2 separate regions of the Pan troglodytes genome follow, and region 1 is linked to region 2. The links are chromatin contacts, called in public HiChIP or PLAC-seq maps. All regions are on one chromosome and are shown on one strand. Each heading gives the region's core, a stretch centred on a gene start, on an enhancer-like site or on the middle of the called end of the contact. The rest is flanking DNA. Distances are from core to core; before and after follow the strand shown.

Region 1 (6,780 bases), core at 1,159-3,658, 280 kb after region 2:
AAACCTTCAAATGAAGAGAAGGCCTTTATCTGATATGTGGTTTGGAAATATTTCCTTCCACTCTAGCTTGTTTTTTCGTCCTCTTCAAAAGGTCTTTCACAGGACAAAAGTTTTAAATTTCTTTTCTGCAGGGCACAGTGGCTCACGCCTGTAATCCCAGCACTCTGTGAGGCCAAGGTGGGCTGATCACCTGAGGTCAGGAGTTTGAGACCAGCCTGGCCAACATGGTGAAACCCCGTCTCTACTAAAAATACAAAAATTAGCCGGGCGTGGTGGTGCACGCCTGTAGTCCCAGCTACTCGGGAGGCTGAGGCAGGAGAATCACTTGAACGTGGGAGGCAGAGGTTGCAGTGAGCTGAGATCCGCCAAGGCACTCCAGCCTGGGCGACAGAGCAAGACTGCATCTCAATAAATAAATAAACAAATAAATAAATAAAGGCCGAGCACGGTGGCTCATGCCTGTAATCCCTGCACTTTGGTAGGCCGAGGCAGATGGAACACTTGAGGTCAGGAGTTCGATACCAGCCTGGCCAGCATAGTGAAAACCCGTCTGTACTAAAAATACAAAAATTAGGGCCAGGCGCGGTGGCTCATGCCTGTAATCTCAGCACTTTGGGAGGCTGAGGCGGGCGGATCACGAGGTCAAGAGTTTGAGACCAACCTGGCCAACATGGTGAAACCCCGTCTCTACTAAAAATACAAAAAGTAGCCGGGTGTGGTGGTGGGCACCTGTAATCCCAGCTGCTCGGGAGGCTGGGGCAGGAGATTCGCTTGAACCCGGGAGGCGGAGGTTGCAGTGAGCCGAGATCGCACCACTGCACTCCACCCTGGGCGACCTGGCAAGGCTCCGTCTAAAAAAAAACAAAACAGAAAATACCGGGCGTGGTGGCAGACGCCTGTAGTCCCAGCTACGCGGGAAGCTGAGTCACGAGAATCGCTTGAACCCGGATGGCGGAGTTTGCAATGAACCGACATCGTGCAACTGCGCTCCGGCCTGGGCGCCAAAGCGAGACTCGGTCTCAAAAAGAAAAAAAAGAAAACAGGAGAATAATGAAATTTTACTTATTTATTTTATTTATTTTTTGTTTTTTTGAGACCGAGTCTCGCTCTGTCACCCAGGCTGGAGTGCCCTGGCGCAATCTCGGCTCACTGCAACCTCTGCCTCCCGGGTTCAAGCGATTCTCCTGCCTCAGCCTCCCGAGTAGCTGGGACTACAGGCGCCTGCAACCACGCCCGGCTCATTTTTGTATGTTTAGTAGAGACGGGGTTTCACTATGTTGCCCAGGCTGGTCTCGAATTCCTGAGCTCAAGTGATCCTCCCGCCGCTGCTTCCCAGCGTGCTGGGATTACAGGCGTGAGCCACCACGCTCGGCCAAAAGTTTTAAATTTCAGTAAGTTCCAATTTATCAACTTTTTCCCTGTATAGATTGGTCTTTTGGTGTCGTCTAAAAACTATTTGCCTGGCCCTAGGTCCTGAGGATTTTTTTTAACTTTTTTTTTCCCCATAAGTGATTTATTGTTTTACATTTAAATCTATGATTCATTTTGAGTAAATTTTGTATAAGTTGTGAGGTTTAGGTTGAGGTTCTTTGGGTCTATATTCGTCCAATTGCTCCAGCATCATTTGTTGAAACGGCTCCTGATTCCATTTTTGTACCTTTCCCCCGTTCATTTCCCCTTAGAGCAGTGGGAATGTTTTTTTGAAAACGTTTGTTAGTGATGATGTCATGCCTTGTGCAAAATCTGTATTGGCATCTCACAACATAAGATTTGGCTCTATTCTAACGGCATTTTCCACCACTCGATGTCCACCGTAATACTTGGCTCTCGAAGAATCACTGGGCTGGCTCCCTCACTTCATGCAGGTCTATTCTATTATCACTTCCTCAGAGATTTCTCTGGCCTTTTCTTCACAGCACTTACAAAATGCGATCCATTACATATTAATTTGCTTATTTGCTTCTTGTTTTCCTATACTCCCATCCCTCCCAGAAGCTCCAAGAGAGCATACTGTTGTATCCCTAGGGCCTAGAATAATGCGTCCACATAGTAGGTACTCAAAATTTTTTGCTTGACAGGCTAGAAAAGGTGAATAAACACAAAGCGGGAGCGAAAAGTCTTCTAGGTCAGGCACTCTTTGGACTTCACGCAACGTGTGAGCGCCACCTCTCGGGAAGCCAATTTGCTCGCGAACGAAGGAAGTGACTCAGAGAACCCGGGGGTGGAGGGAAGAAAGCAAGCAGCTAACCGGAAAGGTCTGAAAAAGCTAGCGCCGGAAGTTAAACTGCAGAAAGTTGTTCCCTAGAATGACTGCCTACTCCCAAGAGGAAGCGTGGGCGAGCGGTGTTCTACAAAATGGGCTCTCCGGCAGCGGATCTGCGCAGAAGCGTTCCGTGCGTGCAAGTGCTGCGAACCACGTGGGTCCCGGGCGCGTTTCGGGTGCTGGCGGCTGCAGCCGGAGTTCACACCTAAGCAGCTGGAAGGGTAAGAGGTGTTCGGGATCCTGAGAGGAAAAAGAAAGGAGTGTAGATGCGGGAGTGGGTTAGGTGAGGAGTTAGTGAAGAGATGAGTTCAGCTCTAAGAGGCGGCGAGGAGGATCGGATGGGAGGAGGGGCAGGGAGCGCCTGTGGACAAGTGCAGACCGGTCGGCGCACGTCCCACGCCACGTGGACTCGCCTTTGTCGGTGGCCGCCTTTCTCGTCAGGCCGCGACGACAGGGCTGTGCCTTATTTATGTCTGTCGAGAGCAGTGCCGGGCACGGAGTTGGCGCTCTGTAAGTGCTTGCTGAATAAATGACGGGTGTGTGTGTCATTCATTCGGCAAGCACTGAGTGCTTACTGTTGTGTCACCGGGACCGATGTGGAGGGACATTTTTAGGGTCTATTTCTGGCGCTTTAGTCCTGTTTTCTCCTGGACAATTTATGCTTGCCCCGCACCCCATCGGGCGATTCTCCGCAGTCTTTGGGCTTTGTCTCTTTTTTTTTTTTTTTTTTGGAAGTTGCAGAATGATGATAAATGATTTTCTTTGCTCCTATTGACTGCTAGGCCCTGTGGCTAGGTACCATAGACCTACACAGGAGTAAATCAGCCTGGTGTGCAGGGGAGGCAGACACACAAACAGAAAATTGGACTACAGTGCTAAGATGCTGTAAGAAGAGGTTAACTAAAGGACAGGAAGATGGGGCCAAGAGGTGGTGCTACTGTCTACTTTAGGGATCGTCTTTCAAGGCGAGGGGCCTCCTATCTCAAGCTGTGATACAGGGTAGGTCATGAGCGCAGTCTTCTGTAAAATGAGGGATCTGGACGGAATAGGTACTCTCTAGGCTTCCTTTCAGTATGATGTCCCGTATCAGATATTCCTAATGTCTGTAGTTCTCCCACACCCCACCGTTTATTGGCTAGTCAAAATATTCTTTGCATTGTAAAGTGTAGCATAACATTACAAGAATGGATTAATGGGTTGGGAATTCTGGGTTTTGGCCTTCATTCTGGTGCTGTGGTCCTGTTTCCTCATTTGTAAAATGAAGGGGGTTGTAAAGATATATTCTCTAAAACCCCTAATGCTATGGCTGTGGCATTAAGTCAAACTATTATTTCTCACTGCTTTGTACCGGACATCACTTTCACATTAGTAAAACTTTTCATCAGTGTAGTTTCTCCCAAGCTTGATTATTGAGAAAGATAGTGCCTTGTTTTTAACATCCTGTATCCTAGTTCCACCACAGTGTTTGGTACACAGTAAATGTTTAAAAGAAGCTTATTAAATCAAATGGTGGCCAGGCTCATGGGGCTCACGCCTTTAATCCCAGCACTTTGGGAGGCTGAGGTGGGCGGATTACTTGAGGTCAGGAGTTGGAGACCAGCCTGGCCAACATGGTGAAACCCCATCTCTACTAAAAAAAAATACAGAAATTAGCTGGGTGTGGTGGCACGCGCCTGTAGTCCCAGCTATTTGGGAGGTTGAGGTAGGAGAATTGCTTGCCTGGGAAGTGGAGGTTGCAGTGAGCCAAGGTCGCACCACTGCACTCCATCCTGGGCGAAAGAGCAAGACTCCATACCAAAAAAAAAAAGTCAAATGGGGCTGGGTGTGGTGGCTCATGGCCATAATCCCAGCACTTTGGTAGGCCGAGGTGGGCAGATCACTTGAGGACAGGAGTTCGAGACCAGCGTGGGCAACATAGCGAAACCCCATCTCTAAAAAAACCCCACAAAAACCAAAACAAATGAAAATAAAATAAATCAAATGGGATAGAAATTATAGTCCTTGCTTTTGGATCCTTTCCCACATTGACATATTAGTTCATAGATCAGGGGACTGGGGAGGAATTGGGTTTTTACCAGAGGGAGACCTGGAGCTGACCCGACAGATTTAAACCAGCTTTATGGTATAATCCGCTTGAGACGGATGACGATGTAGGCAAGTGATTCACTGCTGTTTCATTCCTCTACCTGCCTATCCCCAGGACCATGGCCAACTGTGAGCGTACCTTCATTGCGATCAAACCAGATGGGGTCCAGCGGGGTCTTGTGGGAGAGATTATCAAGCGTTTTGAGCAGAAAGGATTCCGCCTTGTTGGTCTGAAATTCATGCAAGTAAGTGGACTTCATTGTTCCCATTTTGATTCCTTCATAGTATAGGAGAACACTGTGATTAACCTGTTTCTCCCCGTCTTTCTTATTTAAAGTTCTCCACGGTAGAGTGAACACAAGTGTCTTGAGACCTGGAAACTCCTCAGTGCCCTAGCGTTTGGCTACATCTTGGAACAAACCAAGTTATTTAGGATTTTCCAAAATAGTCTCTGTAATAGGAGGTGCATTGCTACGGGGAAAGCAGTGCAGAGTTCCACATATGACTGCATCTCTGTAATTTCTGACTGAGAGCTGAGCATGTTTGAGTTCTTGGTCTTGAGCTTCCTGAGCAGATAATTTTAGAGAGATTTTTTTCCCCCTTTGAGACAGGTTGTTTTTTTTAGCAAGAAAGTCTTTCCATCATCAATTACTAGACACTAATAAATGCTTATTATTTAGCATATATTACGTATCATAGGAGCTTGTGGAGGAAAACTATGGTTTTGGTTTTGGGGAGGTTCTTCTGAAATAGCAGAGAGCAGACGTACCTGCAAGCTACTTACAAAGCAATCTTTTGATAAATGCAAAGGATTGACTGACCAATAACCCTTCTTCAAACAAATTCTAGAGATAATCCAAATTCTCGGCTGGGTGGGGCGTAGTGGCTCATGCCTGTAATCCCAGCACTTTGGGAAGCCAAGGCGGGCTGGTCACTTGAGGTCAGGAGTTCAAGACCAGCCTGGCCAACATTGCGAAACCCCGTCTCTACTAAAAATACAAAAATTAGCCGGGCATCAGGGTGGGTGCCTGTAATCCCAGCTATTCGGCAGGCTGAGACATAAGAATTGCTTGAACCAGCCAGGTGCGGTGGCTCATACCTGTAATCCTAGCATTTTGGGAGGCTGAGGCGGGCGGATCACCTGAGGTCAGGAGTTCGAGACAGCCTGACCAATATGATGAAACCCCGTCTCTACTAAAAATACAAAAATTAGCCAGGCGTGGTGGCATGCGCCTGTAATCCCAGCTACTCGGGAGGCTGAGACAGGAGAATCGCTTGAAATGGGGAGGTGGAGGTTGCAGTGACCGAGATCGCATCATTGCACTCCAGCCTGTGCAACAAGAGCAAAACTCCATCTCCAAAAAAAAGAATTGCTTTTGAACCCAGGAGGCGGAGGTTTCAGTGAGCCGATATTGCACCACACTGCAGCCTGGGCAACAGAGGGAGGGAGACTCTGTCTCAAAAAAAAAAAAAAAAAAAAAAAAAAAAAGAATTCCAATTCTCAAATCAAATAGGGGATAGTATGTTTTCTAAAAGGGAATCAATTTTGGACCCTTCCAGTGCATTTTAAAATTTAGTTTGACTTGCAATTTACTTCCTATGTGATATTTTAGAAAAACTGCTTTAGGGCTGGCACAGTGACTCGCCTGTCATCCCAGCACTTTGGGAGGCTCCGTCTCCAAAAAAAAAGAAAAGAAAAACTGCTTTAATGTAAAAGAGGGTAGACTGATGTTCATGCTGAGAGGAGAATATGGTGTCCAAGGTCAAGGAGCTGGCATCTAATGAAGGTTTTCTTGCTGTATCATCCCATGACAGAATGGAATGGCAAGAGAGTGCAAGAGTGAGAGAGAGCAAGAGGGGGCTGATGATGATTTTATAACAAACCCACTCCTGAGATAAGACATTAATCTGTTCATGAGGGTGAAGCCCTCATGACCTAAACACCTCCCATTAGGCCTCACCTCCCAACATTGTTGCATCGAGGATTAAATTTCCAACATACGAACTTTGGGGGACACATTCAGATCACAGCAGAAGGTAACATGAAATGGATGTGTTGTTGATCAGGCATTTACCATATGCTGGGCACATGTGTTTTCTGATTTAGTCTTCATGCCAGCCTTGAGAAGTACTTACTCCTGTTCTCGTGGTTGTTAGTGATGAGCAACCTAAGGCTTGGAGAGGTTCAGTGATGTGCCTGATAGCATACAGTGATGCCACTGGAATTTTAACTTGAGTCTCTCTGACGCCTGAGTGCAGATACTTTCTCCTTTACATTGAATTTCCTATTAAGGACAGATGGGTTTGGTGAAGAATGGACGGAAGGATAGCTGCCATGACTCTAAAGGGGCATTTAAATCTGGTGTGGAGGCAGGAAGCAAGGGAGAACTTGAGGTTCCCAACCCCCAAGCCCTTAAAAAAAGCCCGTGATC
Region 2 (6,551 bases), core at 3,280-5,779:
TCTGAGAGTATACTTTAAAATATACAGTCAGTATAAAATAACTTTGTGCTTGGTTGGCAAATGAAAAATGATGCATGTTTTATTATTATTTTTTTAACCAAGCTTGAATGTATCCTTACTATAAGCTTAAAAAAAAAAATTCTCAAGGAGGTGAAAAAAAAAAATCCCCCTTGGGCCCGTGCATTTTAACTTGTACGATACATTTTCTTTTTTTTAGTTAGCCATAACAGGCTGGAATTGCTGGTTAGAATACTGCATGTTATTTAAGCTAAAATTCAAGCCATCTACAAAAGACTTCTCATTGAGGCCTCCATAGGCCGCAAACACATCAAAGGCATTACTGTACTGGAGAGGACTGAGGTTAAGGGGGCTGTCACCTGGGAACATTCCATTGGTACTACTACCTTGACCCTGCATATTAGGAAAAATAAATTCCTTGGCATTAGGAGAAAGAGCAGAGGTTTTCTGCTGTTGTTGCTGCTGTGGTGGTGGTGGTGGCGGTGGCGGCTGGGCTGGCTGCTGCTGTTGCTGTGGCTGCTGCTGGCTACCCAAGCCAAGCCCATACAGAGAGTGCATTGAGGAAGAGATGGCTTTCTGCTTCAAGAGGTCATTCACATTCAAGCCGAGGTTGATGGGAGAAGTACGTGCAACCTTGTTGCTACGGCCACTATTCTTCATTTTGGTAGAGCCGAACTTGGTGGCAGCAAAAGTGGCAGTGGTAAAGGTTAAAGGCTGAGTGGACCGGGGCATGAAGGTAGGGCTTACAGCAGCAGAGTGACCAAAAGGAGGCGATGGAGAGCTGGACACTGATGAGGCTGGGTCACTTATGGGCATAAAAACCTGGGCCTCTGGGTTAAAGCTGTTTTTGATCTCCTTATCCAACTCACATCCATTTTCATTATTATCATCCACGTAAAGCACCTTCACTGGTCCCTTTTCACCAATTTGGTAAGAAACCTCAAATGGGTCGATCCAAACACTAAGATCCTGTGGCAGATTGCCACGAACATCATCAATGTCCAAACCACTCTCTTTGGATGCTTGTTCAATCACTGGGTCCACTTTCTCCCCTATGTGTATACATCTAAACCCCGATCCTTTGTATGGCTTTTCAGGATACCAGTGCCCTTCATATTTCTTCTTAAGAAGTCTTTCAAGTTCTTCACCAAAAATGTTGACACGTCTCCTGGGAAGCTTATTGTACAAATACGAAATAATAAAATTTAGTGCTACTTGGATTTCAAGCTGCATAGCTGCTACGCCACAAAATTAGGTTTCAACTCCCCCACCAAAAAAAAAAAAAAAAAAAAGATGTTCAGTTTGTGGCAGAGAAACAAATTTTCATTCAAAGTGCTGGTATTAGTAGATTATCCTTCACCTTGAGTGATCTTGTTCCTTAAAACAAAAGCAAACATATCCAAATAAGATAAATGTAATATAAGTCCCATGACCTTCCCCCCTCCAAAGTAATTTCACCTTTCAAAATGTCTAAGATCCTGTGTTAGTCTGCTAAGGATAAAAAGAAAAAGAAAATGTCTACTAGGACAGAAAGCCTGAAAACTGTTACTAGCACAAAATAAACATAAAATAGAAAATCGTTTATTAAAGTTTAAAATCACACAGGAAAATGTAGATTTACAAATGAAATAATGCTTTTAAAAACCTGTTTCTGAATAGAGTTCTAAGAAGAAAAATCTCTAGAACATGCATTCTTCTCTCCTCAGTTCTCACAAGAATATTTATTGTACTCAGCATCCTCCCGCCACCCCCATATATATAGATGCCATTTTTAGGTAGTAATTTTTATTGTTATTCACCAACTTAGAAGTGAATCCACGTTTTAGTTTACTTTGGATATATACTGTTTAAATCTGCTCTGTCACTGACATTTAAAAATTTGGTAAGTTAGGAAGATCATTTTAATTTCCATAGTACATGATGCTAAAATTAAAGACACTGAGTACTAAATGAATTTCATCCTAGTAAATAATTATGAACCAAATTATTCTATATAGTTTCGGCCTTAAGTATACTAAGAGCATACAATATAATAAAATCCAGCTTCTCTGGGCCTTTTGTTTTCAATGTGTATTTTTCTAAATCTGAAAATACCTATTCGGCAGCAAGTATAACAAAAGCAAAGACACAAATTAAAACTATTGATTATTCTTTTTAAGGCCAGGGTTTCTGAGTTTTAGTCTGATTTTTAAAAACCTCCGTCCGTCCCTCTCTCCCTCCCTCCCTCTCACGGTAACAGCCGGAGAGGCAAGTATGGTAAGGTCGACCTTTAAACGTTTGCTGGATCAGCACTGGGTGGGGATAAGAAAAGATCAAGGGCAAACAGAAGATATTTGCGAAAGGGATCTATTTGCACACTGAAGTTGATTTCAAAGTACGTTTAAAAATCAAGTTGGTCTTAATTCGTCTGTTCTATTTTCCATATTCGTGGTGACAAAGGGAAAAAGAATCTCTGGCTGCCCCCAAACTACAAACACTTTCCAAGTCAAAAGCCTGAGTGCCGGCAGAGGCAGCTGATTAAGCCCAATTGCTTGAAGGTGCAGCCGAGCGAAATTCAGGCTCGGTGGAAGGTAGTTACAAAGCAACGCCTTAAGACAGGCAGGAGTGTGAAGAATTACATAAACAGCCAGTTAGATCTCATTAGATTTCTGCTCACAGCCCTCGGAGCCCAAGCGCTACAGCAGCAGCAACAGCAAGAGGAGGTGGAGGTGGAGGAGGAAGAGAGTACGAGCCTCCTCGGAGAAGGAGGAGGAAGGCCCGGGAAATGGAAGAGCAACCTCTCCCGGCTGGGCACCCAGCACCGAGCAGGTCGGGGCGCCTCCCCTCCCCCGCCGTAACCCGACCCGCTGCTCCCCGCCCCGTGGCCCCCGCCCCGGGCTCCTGGGACCCGGCCAGAGCCTGGGGGAGCACCGGTTCCTCGGCACCATTTTCAGCCTCGCGGCCACCGGCCCCTCGAACCCCAGCGTTCCACCGCGAGCTCGTCGCTCCTCCGGGCACCCCAACCCCCCAATTCCCGTCAGCTCGCCCCGGGCCGCCCGTCCCCGGTCAACTGCCCAGGACGAGCCCGACGCGCCGGCGGCCCCTCGGAGCCGCTCCCCTCGGGTCCTGGCGCTGCCCCCTCGGCGCCCAGGGCCGCGACCCCGCCGTCCCCGAGCTCCCGAGGGCCCAGGGCTCGACGCCGCTGCAGCCCCTCCTCCGCCGCCTGGGCCCGGGGCTCCCGTCTCCTCGCCGACCCCGCCCGGCGCCCCGAGATACTTACGGGCTGCTTCGGGGCGGCTTGGACCACAGACCCGCGGCTGGGCGGGGAGCAGCGCGGCAGGGCGGGGGCGCGGGAGGGTCGGGAGCGGCGAGCTCGCCGAGTGCAAGACGTCGCCGCTGCGGGGCTGAGGACAGAGGACAGAGGCCTCGGGCAGGCCTTGGGAGATCGCCGTTGGTGGCTCGGGGTGGCGGGCACGGGGGTCAGACGAGCGCGCTCACTTCTCCACACAGCCCGGTGCCCGGCCCAGCGTCCCCGTAGTGCGCCCGCTCCACGCCGGGCCAGAGCTTCGCTCCTTCTGCCGCGGCGCGCGCCCCGCCTCTCGTTTTATGGCCTCCTCCCCGCCCCCATCCCCTCCGTCGGGGTGCGCGCGCCCGCCCCGCGTCACACAGCTCCGGCGGCGCAGCCATTCCCCGCGCTCCCCGCCCCGCACCCCGGTCCCCCGCCGGCCGGCTCCGCCCCTGCCCTGCCCCCCGACGCCATTGGCCAAGTCCCGCCTGCCCCTGTCCGGACGCGCGGTGGACGCAGGGGTGGGGAAGCCGCACCCTCCGGGCTCCAGGAGGGCCAATGAACCGACGATCGGAGCACTGGGGACGGAATGAAGAGAACGTCTGGAAAGGGACTGTGGGGGTAGACGTGCCAATGAGAGAGAAAGGGGTGGGGTAGGGCGGCTGACGCCCGGTTTAGGCGGAGAGCGCCGGGCAGAGGGGGAGGGGGACGAAGCTGGTGGCGAAGCGGCTCAGGAGAACCGGGACTGGAGGAGCGGCAAGAGTACCCAGAAAGTGCCCTCTCCGCGGGGGTCTGCGGCCAAGGAGGATCCTGCTCGTGGAATAGCTACCAAATCGGCCTCCAGCCCACCCCAGGGGCGGGGTAGAGAAAGGGCAAACTGTGACCGGGACTTGTGCACCCGATTAATTGAATATTAATCACCCCAAGGCCTAGGCCAACCGCCACCCAGAGAGTGGCAGCTGCAGAACCCAAAGACGTGGAGCCGGGCTGGGGGTGGGGAAGGGAGGCCGCCACAGCTCCCGCCCCGCCGGCAGTTTAACTGCTTCCGCAGCCTCAGGCCTCCCGGTGCGACCCCGGCTGCGACTCGGATCCGTTTATTCCAAATGTCCCAGCCCACGCCGTGCCCAGAGTGTGGCGACACGAGGCCAAACTGCGTATGTATCTGTGTCCATGTCTACACACACACGCATGCGTGCATTTCTAGGGCTTGCTGGATCGCAGGTGCACAGAATAAACGCGGTGACTGCTTGTAAAGCGCGTTTAAGATCATTCTTGGCTGAAATATGTGCGGGTACCTAGGGAGTGGGGTAAGAGAGGGACTCGTGGTGGGGGGCGGGTAAGTGCCTTTTTCACAACCTGCCCCAGAGAAATACACGAAATTACATCGGGAGTGGAATCGAGCGTCCTTCTCAGCTAAAAATATTACTCACAGGTAGCAACGACGCCTGATTGGCTGCGCTGGTCCCTTCGCAGCGAGGCGATTGGCTGCCTGGTATCCAGGAGACCGACGTCAAACTCGGACTGGGAAAAGGGGAAAGTCTGGGGGGAGCAAAGGAGGGGACGGGGAGAAAGAAGCAATGAATGAAACGCCCATCGCCTGGCCTTCCCCTTTCCCCTTTCCCCTCTCCTCTCCATTCTTGGAGCACTTCCTGGAAAAACACCAGTTGGGGCGCCGCCTTCCCCTCCAAACGTTGGGGCCTGCACTCTCAACCTGCTATAAGGAAGTTAAACCGCAGCTCACCGAGGAGTAGGGTGTCTACGGGGCGGGCCCGTGTAGACCAGCTGTGCTCCTCGGGCACAAACCCGCCGTACATGTCAGGCCTAGAAGCTTTTGGCTTTGTGGACGCAAAATCTGGTTGGAGCCTCCTTCTCCACCCTGACTCTCCCGCCTCTCCTTTTTAGAAGGAACCGCACTGAGAAAGGGTATTTCTGAAGGCTCAATGCGTAGGAGAAGGGGTGGGAAGATGGGTTTGTGGAATGGGCTGAGGGTGGGGAGTGGTCAGGTGACTGATTTCATGTTTATTGTACAGATTCCTAAAACATAGTTTTACTAAGTGACTCCTTAAATTCTGATTAATGTGATTTTTTTTTTTTTTTTTTTTTTTTTTTTTTTTAGTGTTTGGGTTTTTTAGTTGCAAACAGGAGTGGAATTGAAATGTGAAAGTATGGCAAAACTGTGAAAGCATTTAAATTAAAATGTCCCTTCCTCTGCATTGAAATGTCATCAAAACGTCAAATATAAATGATTTGTTCAGTTTTCTTTTTTTATTTGTTTGTTTTTGGTTTTCTGTAATGACAAGTCCATCTGTAATAAAAGTGAGTTATTTTTAGTTTTCTAATTAAGCACAGAAATTTCAAGAAACTAGACAGGATATCCTTGGAATGCCTTACCAAAAGAAACACTTCATTTTTCACGTGTTCTAGAAGCACAACTTCTTTTACCATTAGGCAAATAATGGTACTGTACGAAACATCTAGAACTGCGGGACCATGTGTCTTGATTAGTAATTTTATATTGGGGGGGCATATTAGGCATGGCTGAGACTAAAATGTCTAAGGATAGATGAATTGTAATTTTGTCAAACTTATCTGTACTTTTCAATAATTCTCTAAAGAGAAGGGACAAGTTCTCTTTTCTGAATGTCTTCAATCTGTAATTCCAGATTTGAAATATGAGAGCAGTCATCTGATAGGTACTGATTAAATATCAGTAGCATTAAAAGCATTTTTAAGTCAGAAATGTAGATGTCAAAAATTTATGAGTTATTGCTGCTTGGCCTAGGAGTGTAAGAAGATGTCTGACCAAATATAAACACACACACACACACCACACAACCACACACGGAGGCCCCATGGCATACTGGAAAAAGCAATGAAGGGTGGGTACTGGGAGGTCTGAGTTTCACACCAGTTTCTATAAACTTTTAGTTTTCTCACCTATAAAAAGGGTTGAATTAGATCATATCTAATGTCTCCTTCAATTAAAAAAAAATTCCACACTTGGCTGGGAGCAGTGGCTTACGCCTGTAATCCCAGCACTTTGGGAGGCTGAGGCAGGCAGATTACCTGAGCTCAGGAATTTGAGACCAGCCTGGCCAACACGGTGAAACCCCGTCTCTACTGAAAATACAAAAATTAGCCAGGTGTAGTGGCACACGCCTGTAATCCCAGCTACTTGGGAGGCTGAGGCAGGAGAATTGCTTGAGCCTGGGAGATGGAGGTTGCAGTGCGCTGAGATCGTGCCACTGCACTCCTGCTGGCCGACAGA

The links. HiChIP or PLAC-seq counts read pairs in DNA pulled down with a chosen protein or histone mark.
Region 1: an H3K4me3 HiChIP or PLAC-seq map of stem cell-derived excitatory neurons shows a contact between it and region 2, with 4 times the contacts expected there. The contact joins the promoter of NME1 here to the promoter of TOB1 in region 2. A contact is called at or near these places in 2 of 7 Hi-C or Micro-C datasets (induced pluripotent stem cells and stem cell-derived neural progenitor cells) and 1 of 1 datasets of contacts at active chromatin or transcription factors (stem cell-derived excitatory neurons).

Annotation. Positions count from the first base shown.
Region 1 is chr19:64,288,217-64,294,996 of NHGRI_mPanTro3-v2.0_pri, forward strand. NME1 (NME/NM23 nucleoside diphosphate kinase 1) reads left to right here and starts at 2,409. Exons shown (of 5, transcript NM_001204512.1): 1 at 2,409-2,484; 2 at 4,464-4,593. The coding sequence starts at 4,468.
Region 2 is chr19:64,001,266-64,007,816 of NHGRI_mPanTro3-v2.0_pri, forward strand. It overlaps TOB1 (transducer of ERBB2, 1), which reads right to left and starts at 4,530. Exons shown (of 2, transcript XM_063799843.1): 1 at 3,278-4,530; 2 at 1-1,395. The coding sequence starts at 1,251. The coding sequence ends at 214. It overlaps LOC107969272 (a long non-coding RNA gene), which reads left to right and starts at 4,353. Exons shown (of 8, transcript XR_010153332.1): 1 at 4,353-4,437.